Regions from separate parts of the Canis lupus genome. Here region 1 is linked to region 2. A link is a contact called in public Hi-C data. All regions are on one chromosome and are shown on one strand. The core of a region is the stretch at or near the end of the contact, and the rest is flanking DNA. Distances in the headings are between cores, read along the strand shown. Region 1 holds the start of OVGP1 (oviduct-specific glycoprotein). Region 2 holds the start of LOC119877201 (collagen alpha-1(I) chain-like).

Evidence for each region. Hi-C and Micro-C count contacts between places; a contact is called where the count stands out from the background.
Region 1: a Hi-C map of blood shows a contact between it and region 2, with 3 times the contacts expected there. The contact joins the promoter of OVGP1 here to the promoter of LOC119877201 in region 2. A contact is called at or near these places in 2 of 9 Hi-C or Micro-C datasets (both in blood).

What each region holds. Positions count from the first base shown.
Region 1 is chr17:64,716,019-64,721,589 of UU_Cfam_GSD_1.0, forward strand. It overlaps OVGP1 (oviduct-specific glycoprotein), which reads left to right and starts at 3,331. Exons shown (of 16, transcript XM_038562387.1): 1 at 3,331-3,357; 2 at 4,817-4,932. It also overlaps the pseudogene LOC119874797.
Region 2 is chr17:64,554,065-64,559,390 of UU_Cfam_GSD_1.0, forward strand. It overlaps LOC119877201 (collagen alpha-1(I) chain-like), which reads left to right and starts at 3,710. Exons shown (of 5, transcript XM_038562424.1): 1 at 3,710-4,056; 2 at 4,187-4,753; 3 at 4,844-5,146. The coding sequence starts at 4,004. It overlaps RAP1A (ras-related protein Rap-1A), which reads right to left and starts at 5,153. Exons shown (of 9, transcript XM_038562377.1): 1 at 5,136-5,153.

The DNA.
Region 1 (5,571 bases), core at 2,081-4,580, 160 kb after region 2:
GTTTTTAAAATGCAAACCTGACTTTAAAACTATATAGGATTAGGCACCTGGGTGGTTCAGTGGTTGAGCTTCTGCCTTCAACTCAGGTCATGACCCAGGATCCTGAGATCTAGTCCCACATCAGGCTCCCAGAGGTGAGTCTGCTTCTCCCTCTGCCTGTGTCTCTGTATCTCTCATGAATAAATAAATAAAATCTTAAAAAAAAAAAAAAAAAAACTAAACAGGCTCCGGACACCTGGGTGGCTCAGTGGTTGAGCATCTGCCTTTAGCTCAGGTCGTGATCCTGGGATCAGGTCCTGCAAGGATTCACTGTGGGAAGCCTGCTTCTCCCACTGCTTATGTCTCTGCCTTTCTGTGTCTCTCATGAATAAGTAAAATCTTAAAAAACACAAAACTCAACAGGCTCTCCTGCCTACAGAAAACAAACTCTTTAACATAGCATATAAGATTCAACACCTGTCAGATTTTATATCCTCATTTTCCTTCATTCTCCTACCCTCTAGCCATGTGAAACTACTTCTAGCTCCCCAAAACAAAAAAACATGTCTCATGCTGCTCTTTCTGCCTGGCAGGTTGGCTGCCAAGCCCACCCAGCCTTCAGAACATCTCAAGCATATCCTTTATAAAGGCCTTTCCAATCTTACATTCACTGACCTTTATGTCAGGTGCCAGGGGCATAAGCAATGAACAGATAAGGTCCCAGCATTGACATTGTACTGGGGTTGTGGAAAGAGGAGCTCTGAAGGGTTTTGTTGGGGCCTGGGGCTTATGGAATCCCTAAGGCTAGTAGGAGAATGGGCTGTAATGGGACAAGAATAGAGATGTAAGGAGACAAGTTAAGAGACTACTGAAATAGACCAGGTGAAAGTTTATGGCAGTTCATAATTCAGTAGCAGTGATAGTGGAAGAGTGGTTAGAGTCCAGATATAATTTGGAGGAAAAGCCTTGCTGATGTATTAGGCATAGAATGTGAAAACAGAGAGAAAATGAGTATGCTCCTTATATCTTACATATGTAATTATTTTATTTGATTTCTATTAAAATTGTTTACCTGTCTGTATGGAATCTTTTTTCTCTCTTCCCTGGTAAGCTGGAAGCGATTTTAGCCTCACTTTATTGCACACACAAAAATTAATTACAGATGGATTAAAAGCTATTTTTCCAAGGCATCAATATTAAATTTGGCAAGATTTAGGTCTAAGTCTGGAAGCAAAAAGAGTAATTCCAAAGAAAATTAACATGATTTATGAAACATTAATAACATGCCAACACTAAGCACATAGTATATACTATGTATATAGTTCAGTATATACTGAACACTGTTTTCAGAATTTTACGGGAATTAAGTCTCTTAGTTCTCCTAACCCATAATGTACTATTATTTCCATTTTGCAGAGGAGGAAATTGAGGTCACACAACTTGTTATGTGGAGAAACCAGGTGTATACCTCTAGCTTTAGTCCTTGCTCTAAACCACTACTCTACAGCTGCCTCCTCTTGGAGGCTGAGCTCAAAAATAATATGCTTCATTGTTTTATTTAAGAAAACTTGTTTTAAGGGGAGAAAATGAGTGGGGAAAAATCAGAGAGGGTAACAAACCATGAGAGACTCCTAAGTCTGGGAAACGAACAAGGGGTGGTGGAGGGGGAGGTGGGCGGGGGGATGGGTGACGGGCACCGAGGGGGGCACTTGACAGGATGCGCACTGGGTGTTATACTATATGTTGGCAAATGGAACTCCAATAAAAATATACATAAAAAAAATAAACACTATTAATTATTCCCTTCCAAAAAAAAAAAAAGAAAACTTGTTTTAGAGTGAGCGATCTGGAAACTCCCGATTCCCGCCGTGGCACTTAAGCCTCGATGAAGATCACGAGGGAAAAAGGGCCGGAGACACCGAAACCAGCTTCTAGTTTTGTTACAACACATCACTTATCCTCTTAACTCTTTGCCATGAGACGAGACGACAAAGTTGCAGGCAGTCACAGGGGCACCACTGTTGGAATGAAGCTTTAGGCCTTTCAAAATTACCCAACAAAGGGTGATTTCGGGCGTAAAGCTAAGAAGGGGTTACGGAGAAGTGAAGGGAGGTGATAAAACAAGGACCAAGCGTGACGTCCTTCTCACTTACCCTGGACCAAGAACTGGATTCTTCAGACAGGGGGCTGCAGGTAAACAAGGCACAGGTCAGCAAGGTCAAGGTGAAATCTGACCGTCCCCCGCCCACTAAGGGCGTGCGCCCTCCCTGCGCCCCGAGGCCCCCGCGCTACCCTTGCGGGGGGGGGCGGGGGATGCATACCCCGGTCAGGCCCAAGTCTCGCTGCACCTTTATGCACCCCCGTTACTCCCACCCCTGCCGACAACCCTAGACGCGCTCCTTTGCAATCACTCTGACAGCTCGGACCAGGGTGTAGGCCTCTCACCCACCGCGGCGGCCGCTGAAAGCACCGCCCGGAACAGCAAGGTCAACGAGGCCCCCCGCAGCAGCGTCGGCGTCACTGACACCTGGACCAGGTACTCCCTCGGGGGCCGCAGGAAGACTGCCGCTCACAAGTCTCGCGAGAGGAAAGCATGGCGCCCTCACAAGTCTCGCGAGAGGAAAGCATGGCGCCCTCCGTCCATTACCTTTGCCTCGAATTTTTTTCTCGCGATACTAGGCATGGCGCGGGATGAACCTTTTGCCAGAGGGCGCTGCCGACCGCGCCACGGAACCGTAGAAGCAGTTCTCGCGAGACACAGAGTGGCCGGAGCCTGTGGGAAGGAGCGGAGGCCCGGAGGGTACCACGCGGGGGCTCCGGGAGCCGAGTCTCGGGCGCGCGCCCAGTTTGCGTCCAGGTTGGAGCTGGAGCCGTGGAGATGCGGCAGGGAGCCCCGCCCCCCCCAGCGCCCCCCGCGAGTGGAACCCGCTCGTTTGGCACCGCAGTTAGAGGCTGCGCAGTGTCGGCCCGGGGAGCCGAGGTCCCGGGCCCGGGGGCCCCCTCACCTGGGCTGGGGGCGATGCCCTTTCCAGCCCGCCCCGCCCCGCCCCGCCCCCTGGCTCGCGTCCCTTAGTTCAGTCCCCACCCCTGCGCCGGGTCCTTGAGCTCAGATCCCGACGCGGCCGCGAGCCGCTGTGCGGTCACCATGGAGACGAGCCTGCTCTCTGCTCCCGCGCTGGCCGCTGGTGCTTCCCGTCCACGGGGCGCTCCTGCTTGGGGCCTGCAGCCTGAGTGCCCGCTGCTGGGCTGGCTCGCTCTGGCTCTTCAAGGACCCCTGTGCCGCCCCCAACGAAGGCTTCTGCTCCGCTGTGCAGACAGAGGCCGGAGTGGCCGGCCGCCCTGGGTTGGGGACAGGTATCCTAGTGGCGTCCGACTCAGGTGAGTCCCTGTCTCCTCAACCCCACAGGTGGAATGAAGGATGGGACGTGGGGCGGACCGGGCTCAATCTTTAATGTCCCATCTTCAATGCTAGGGGGAGCTTCGGGGTGTTGGTCTGAAGGAGAGATCTTGTGTAGCAGGAAAATGCTTTTCGGAGATTCTGAATTGCCTCGTGGGAATTTCTAACAAAATTAAGAAATGGGTCAGGAATGGATAAAGAAGATGTGGTCTGTGTATACAGTGGAATATTACTCACCATTAGAAACGACAAATACCCATCATTTGCCTCGACGTGGATGGAACTGGAGGGTATGATGCTGAGTGAAGTCAGTCAATCCGAGAAGGACACACATTATATGGTCTCATTCATTTGGGGAATATAAAAATTAGTGAAAGGGAATAAAAGGGAAAGGAGAAAAAATGAGTGGGAAATATCAGAAAGGGAGACAGAACAGGAGAGACTCTAACTCTGGGAAACGAACTAGGGGTGGTAGAAGGGGAGGAGGGCAGGGGAGTGGGGTGACTGGGTGACGGGCACTGAGGGGGGCACTTGACGGGATGAGCACTGGGTGTTATTCTGTATGTTGGCAAATTGAGCACCAATAAAAAATAACTTTATAAAAAAAAAAAAAACAAGAAATGGATCAGAACCATTTTTCTTCCCGGCAACCTTCCCATATCCCCCCCCCCCTCAACCCAGACTAAGGATAATCTTGATCTTAAAGATGATGCTTAAGCCAGTCTGTGCTGTCTCTATTTCCTCCTGTTTTCTTCTCTCTAACTGTCTTCCTTCTGCTTTGTTTGCTTTGAAAGTCAAATTCAGCAGTGGAGTCCTTGGAACTAAAAAATCAGAATTTGGGGATTGGCAGGCATTGCATGGAAGGATAAAAGTGGGCATTAAAGACTGAGCCTTTGACAATTCAGCTTGAGCACTACATATTCAAGATAACTTTTGGGGGGGGGCTCTCTGTACTTAACCTGTCACTGTGCAAGACAGTCAGTTATTTACAGTATTTTTAAAGAAGCTGTAAGGTGTTTATTCAAATTGTTCAACAAATACTAATGTCCAACCAATTGGGAAGATTTGACCACACTGGATTGTGTGCTACACAGATTGTTGACACTTTTTCCATGTCTCCTGGAACTTAATCTCTAGTGTCTTCTTACTGGAAGCCAGATAATGGATTTTGCCAGCCATTCCATCTTTTCCTGTCTTTCTAGAAACTTTCCTTGCCTAATTGTCTGGACTGTTATTAAGAAAACAGTAATGCCTGCATAAAGCCAGGTGACTTGGAAATTAGCTGAATCCTCTTGTGATAGTGGATTTTGCTTTTGCTTTTATAGTGATAGCTTATTTTATTAGTTTAGTGACAGTGGACTCACTTGAATCCTGAAAGTGAATTACTATCTTGGTGTAATCCACACTCATTTCCCTCAACCTTCTCCCCACTCCCAACAGGTGCTGTTGAGTTGTGGGAGCTGGACAAGAACCAGACACTCATTGTCAGCGAGTTCTGCAAGTATGAGCATGATGACATCATGTCTACAGTCAGTGTCCTGAGCTCTGGCACGCAGGTAGCAAAGACTTCTGGTGGGTCCTTGTGCTGATTGCTCCTGCATTTTACACATCCTTTGGGTGTTTTTACTATCCTATTAGCCTCACCCAGTAAAGTTGGGCTTACTGTAAGAATGCAGTGATTTATTATGATTTATTATGACATGTCTATAACATTTCCTTAGAGATATTGCAATACATTGTGAATAGGCCTTTGCAGAAGCCCAGTAGGCAATGACATAGGACATGTCAGTTAAAGGAAGTTCTTGTTGGAACACATGTGTTTTTCCTGTTTCTAGTACTGGCCTCCCCATCCTTTAGCCACATGAGACTCCACCTCACAGGCCTTTTCCACCCCTCCTGCTTCCTCACTATCAGTGGGTTCCCAAGTTCTTTGGCATCTTTTTCCACTTGGTCAGTGATCCTCCCTTTCCATTTCTGATGCTCCCTTTTGCTTCCAAGTTTTACTTCACACTGATAGTGGCACTCACCTCATCTCTCCATCTGTAGTCCCTCACCTTTCATGATTTCCGTGGCTTGTGGTTTAATATCTCATTTTCTTGTAATAGCATTCGAGCCCTTCTGTTACTTGCCCTGTAAATATAACTGCCCTAATTAAACCCAGTCACAGTGGAGCCTTGGCATTCTCCAAGTATACA
Region 2 (5,326 bases), core at 2,460-4,959:
CGGTCATGTACCTTCCACATCTAAAAGACCTATTTTCAAGCGGAAACGAGAACATGGCATAGCTTCTCTGTTAAACTGCTTTGCTGATCAGTATGTCATAAGAAACTAAGCTTATAGGTTCAATACTCTTCTGGATCATTTAACTTTGAAACAAACTGGCCTCTTAACCACTCATCTCAAAACTGTGAGAAGGGGACTGTGAAGAGTGAGTGATTCATTCAGTCACCATAACCACTGTAACAAAAATTCATAAGCTGAAAGGGCCAATATTACCTCTGTACATGAAAAACTGTAAAGCACATAAAAACTACCACTTGTAATCCCCAAATTTCATGCACAGAAAAAGGGAGTGGGGAGAATGGGTGCTCATTTCAATAACATAAGAAAGCTTAAATATATTTAACACTAATCACTTCCATAAGATGTGAATTTGGCATTAAGTCATGCAGCAATATATGACATCAGAATGAACAGAAAATACTTGGAAATACGCCGTAACTCTTTTTAAAATTGATGAGTTTAATCTGAAAAGGAACATCAGGAGGAAGTAAGACTATGTTCACAATTTTAAACTCACCACAACATTAATATATAAACACTTTATACAAATTTTTAAATTGAACTTCTAAAATAAGAGAATTTTAGAACTGGGAACTTAGAGGTTATTTGAAGTTCAATGAACATCTGTTGGATCCCTAGCATGTGTCAGACACAGTGCTAGCTGCTTGCAGGTAACTCAATTATTCAACTCACTCACTTTAGAGATGGTGGAGTTGCCTGCTCATGCCAAATCAAGCCATCTAGATTTCAGAACTAGAAATGCTGAGCAGTGCTCTCACAGTGGTAAAATTTCTATCAAAACCGACTGGTAAAAAAAAAAACAAACAAAAAAAAAAAAAAAAAAACCGACTGGTATCATTCTTCCTTATAAACTAAATAAAATGTCAAAGATGCAATGCTAACCTTATTTAACAAAACAATAATCTCTGTGTTTTGAAAGCTATAAAGAATTACAACTGTCTAAAAATTCAACTAAGTACTAGTTGCATAATTTATTGCAAAGAACAAAACATGGGGCTGTCAGTTTTAAGATTCTAAAGACACACATAACAGAAATTAAACAAATTGCAGATATCATTTAAAAATCCCTTTATGGGCAGCCCAGGTGGCTCAGAGGTTTAGCGCCGCCTTCAGCCCATGGCATGATCCTGGAGACCCCGATGGAGTCCCACGTGAGGCTCCTCCCAGCATGGAGCCTGCTTCTCCCTCTGCCTGTTTCTCTGTCTCTCCTTCTCTCTCGGTCTCTCGTGAATAAATAAATAAAATCTTTTAAAAAAATAAAAATCCCTTTGTGTTAAAAAAAAAAAAAACAGGAATTGCCAATATGAAAAATTAGATGCTCGACTGGAATGTGTATTTTATATAAAAGATCAGTCATATAATAACAAAGTTCACGGATGGTAGTAAACTTTGGCAAGACTTTTAAGTTATTTAACTATTAGATTCTGAATCATGACAGAATGTAAAACTCCCTGAGGACAAATACCCTAATTCATTTCTGTATCACCAACAATTAGCACTCTGTTGTTAAATGTTGGAGAGGTAAATTATGATATGAACTTTAAATTCAAGCTCTTTGAAAATTCAACCTAACTAAAAGATCTTCTTTTATAACTCAAATGATTTTTTTCAAGTATTAAATAATAATACTCAATGCAAGTAACACTACCATAACACTGAAGATCAACAACTGTGGCTATCCCTTTAACTAGTACAACATATTTTTTAAAGTAATTCACAGGATACATCAAGAAGACAAGTAAATTCATATACTTTGATTCAGTTCTTCTTCTGGAAATCATCCCAAGAAAAAATTCCAAAAGAAAGAAAGAAAATGCTACATATACAAAGTGTTCATTTCATCATAATTTTAGTAAAGTGAAACTATCTACATGCCCAACAATCGGTAACGCGTAGATGGAGTATTTTTGCAACCTCTGAAAAAGGCTTAAAATAAAGATTAAACCTCCTAACTGGTCTTCCTGCTTATACTCTTGCCCTGGCCAATTCCCACCAAGTTGATTTCCACACAGCAGCCAGAAGGATTCCCACAAACTCTTTTACTTGAAACCCTCCAATAGTTGATTGCTCATCTCATTTAAAGTAAAATCCGGGATCCCTGGGTGGCTGAGCGGTTTAGCACCTGCCTTTGGCCCAGGGCGTGATCCTGGAGCCCCGGGGCGATTCCTGCATCAGGCTCCCTGCATGGAGCCTGCTTCTCCCTCTGCCTGTCTCTCTCTCTCTCTCTCTCTCTCTCACAAATAAAATCTTAAAAAAAAAAAAAAAGTAAAATCTGAAGTTTTTACCATGACCTACAAGGCTGTTACTTCTCTAACCTAATGCTCCCTCACTCCCTCTTGCTGTATTCCTAGTTGTTCTCAAAAGGCCAAGTACACTGAGGGGGGGGGGGGGGGGCTTTGCACTTGCAGTCCCCTCTGCCTACAACTTTCTTCCCCAAGAGAGCACATCTAACTCACTTCCTTTGGGTCTCTGCTCCAGTCTCATGCCATCCCTGCCACTGCTTCTCTCTTTCCCTCACCCTAATTGACTCTTCTGCATGGCTCTTATCATGTAATATAGTCTACATTTATTTGGTTATGGCCCATCTCTTCTGATTAAAATATAAGCTCCATGACAACAAGAACTTGATTTTATTCACACAACAGGCATTCAAAAAGCAGTTGTTGAAGTGATATTAAATGCTGGTATAATAATTATTAACTACATGAAAAACCGTGCATTTAAACAAGCTCGGAAGAGAACAGGAAAAATGAATAATTTGATTTGCGAACATTTAAGTGTTGATCACGTTACTAAGGAGTTTGTACAATAAAAATTTAAGTCAGTTGTGATTATGATTTTAGGCTGCCAAAAGTGACCACAGCAATCTTATTTCCTTGGAAGCCATTAGTGTATTAGCTCAAAACTGACTGGTAGTAGTTATTAATGACAACTCTTCTTCATACAATTGTAGTAACAATTACTCTTAAATCTTATTCCTAAAGACCCAAAGTTTGGTCTGTAAGTACCGACAGACACTGCCACCCTTGAGGCCACACGGAAAGTGAACAAAGGCTTTTGAACAGTTTTAATATGGAATTGAATAACACTCGGGGATTCCAGTTTTCCTTTGAGACGGATATCTATGCTTGGTTTCGGAGGGAACCTGAAACTGAATGCAAAATGTCATGCATGAACGTCTGTTAACTTTTTTTTTTTTTTCCTGGAGAGAAAATCTATATATTTCATCATAATCTCAAAGGTGTCAGTGGCCTAGAAAAGGTTAAGAATTACTGTTTCACACTGGAAGTGTACTATCCTAACATAAGCTACCTTCCAACGAACAGAAAATATATCCTACCTAGACACCTCCTTGTAATCATTCAACCCACCCATAAAATTCCGAGTGCCTGCACTGTGCCAGACACTGTGTGATCCTCACTAGCTTACACTGAACCATACTCTGCAGTACACGGTTGAAAATACCAAGGAAACAAGGTTCAGTGAGACACCAGACTGGCTAAATAAATAAATAACTGCACCCAATGCAAATACAGTCTCAGAACAGAAAGCGGTATAAGGAATCATAATAAAGACCGAGAAAAGCTGGGGGGGGGGAAGGTGCTGACTTAGTGCTTATTATGTCAAAGTACTGCAGATACCAATGACATCAAAAGGAAAGAAAAACTACACATGCGTGCCCGCCTCCACACATTGACAGGAAACCAGAAGAAAGTTTCCGAATCCTGTTTCCAGCAGCATCCCTTGAGACTGCCCTGCAGCGTGCTTTTGAAGGCAGGCGCCCTACCTTAAAACTAGGAGCAGCTGCTTGACTCCTACTACGATGGAAACAGAAAGAATCATCACCCCGGACCCGGGAGGCAGAAGGCCGCGGCCACCTGTGAGGCCCAGGGACGTCCTGCCGTGATCCCTTTTCTCTCCGATGCCCTCCTTCCTTCAGGGCAATGACGACACCGTGTTCCCCCCCAGCAAGGAGTAGGTGACTCCACGTCGGTTCTCCTTCCCGAGGGGTCAGAAGGTCGCCCAGAGCCCTGGTGCTCAGCCCCGCGAGGAGGTCCCACTGCTCGGGCGCCAGCGTCTTCCCCTCCCCGTCTCCCCGTCGCAGGGAACCACGCGGCCCGGCAGAGGACACGGCCCCTGACTTCCCGGGGGGACAAGCCACGCTCCCCCCAGCCCCCGGGCCCCGGGCCGAAGGGAGGCTGGAGTCCCGCGGTGGCCGGCCTCCTCCCCAGCAGAGTTCAGGGGCGGAGCGTGGATCCGGGAAGAGCGACGCCGACCAGGCGAACGCCCCGCGGGCAGGCTCGGGCTCGGGCTCGGGCTCGGGCTCCGGGGACGCGAGGAGAGAGGGCGGGAGCGGGGCCGGGACGCGGAGTGGCCGTGGAGATGCCCGCCCTCGGCACCGCGGAATAAAGGCAGGAAAGGGAGGCCGGCGCTCCCGCCTCCCGCCTCCCGCCCCCCGCCCCCCGCCCTGCCCCGGCGGAGCGAGGAGGCACCGGGTCCGCCGGCCTTCGGACCCCGTCGCGCGCCCCGAGCGGAGGGCTGGGTCGCGGGGAAGCTCCGTGCCGGGCCCGGCGACATGCAAGGAGCGGGGAAGGCGCAGCGGCGTGCGGGGCTCCGCGGCCCTCGGGCAGCAAGTGGCGAGCGACGGCGCGGGGGCGAGCGGGCTCGGGCCGTGACACCTCGCGGGGCTGGAGCGCGGGGGACACAATGTCCTCTTTCTCTCGCGCGCCCGGCCCCGGCCCCTCCCGCCCGCCTCCCGCAGGCCCAGCCACGGCGCACCGGCTCGGTCCGCGGGCGTGGCCGGCTCCGGCCCTGGCGGCGGCGGCGGGGCCTCCGGAGCTCCCGCCCCTCCGCCCTCCGCCCTCCCTCCGCCCCTCCCGCCGGCCAGGCCCCCGGGCCGCCGCCCCGGACCCCGAGGGGACGCGGAGGAGGAAGGGGGAGCCCCGGCACTGACCCGCCGCAGCGGCCGCCGCTGCCCTGGCTCGGCCGCCCCGCGCCCCGCGCCCCGCGCCCCGCGCCCCGCGGCCGGCCCGGGCTGCCCGCGCCTCACTCACCCCGCGGCCCGGCGCCTCCTCCACCTCCTCCTCCACCTCCACCTCCACCTCCACCTCCTCCCTCCTCTCGGCCGTGGCTCCGGCTCCGGCTCCGGCTCCGGCTCTGCGCGGCGGCGACGGCGGCGACGGCGGCCTCGAGAGCGGCGGCGGCGCCTCCAGAACGCGCACGCACGCAGCACGCAGCACGCAGG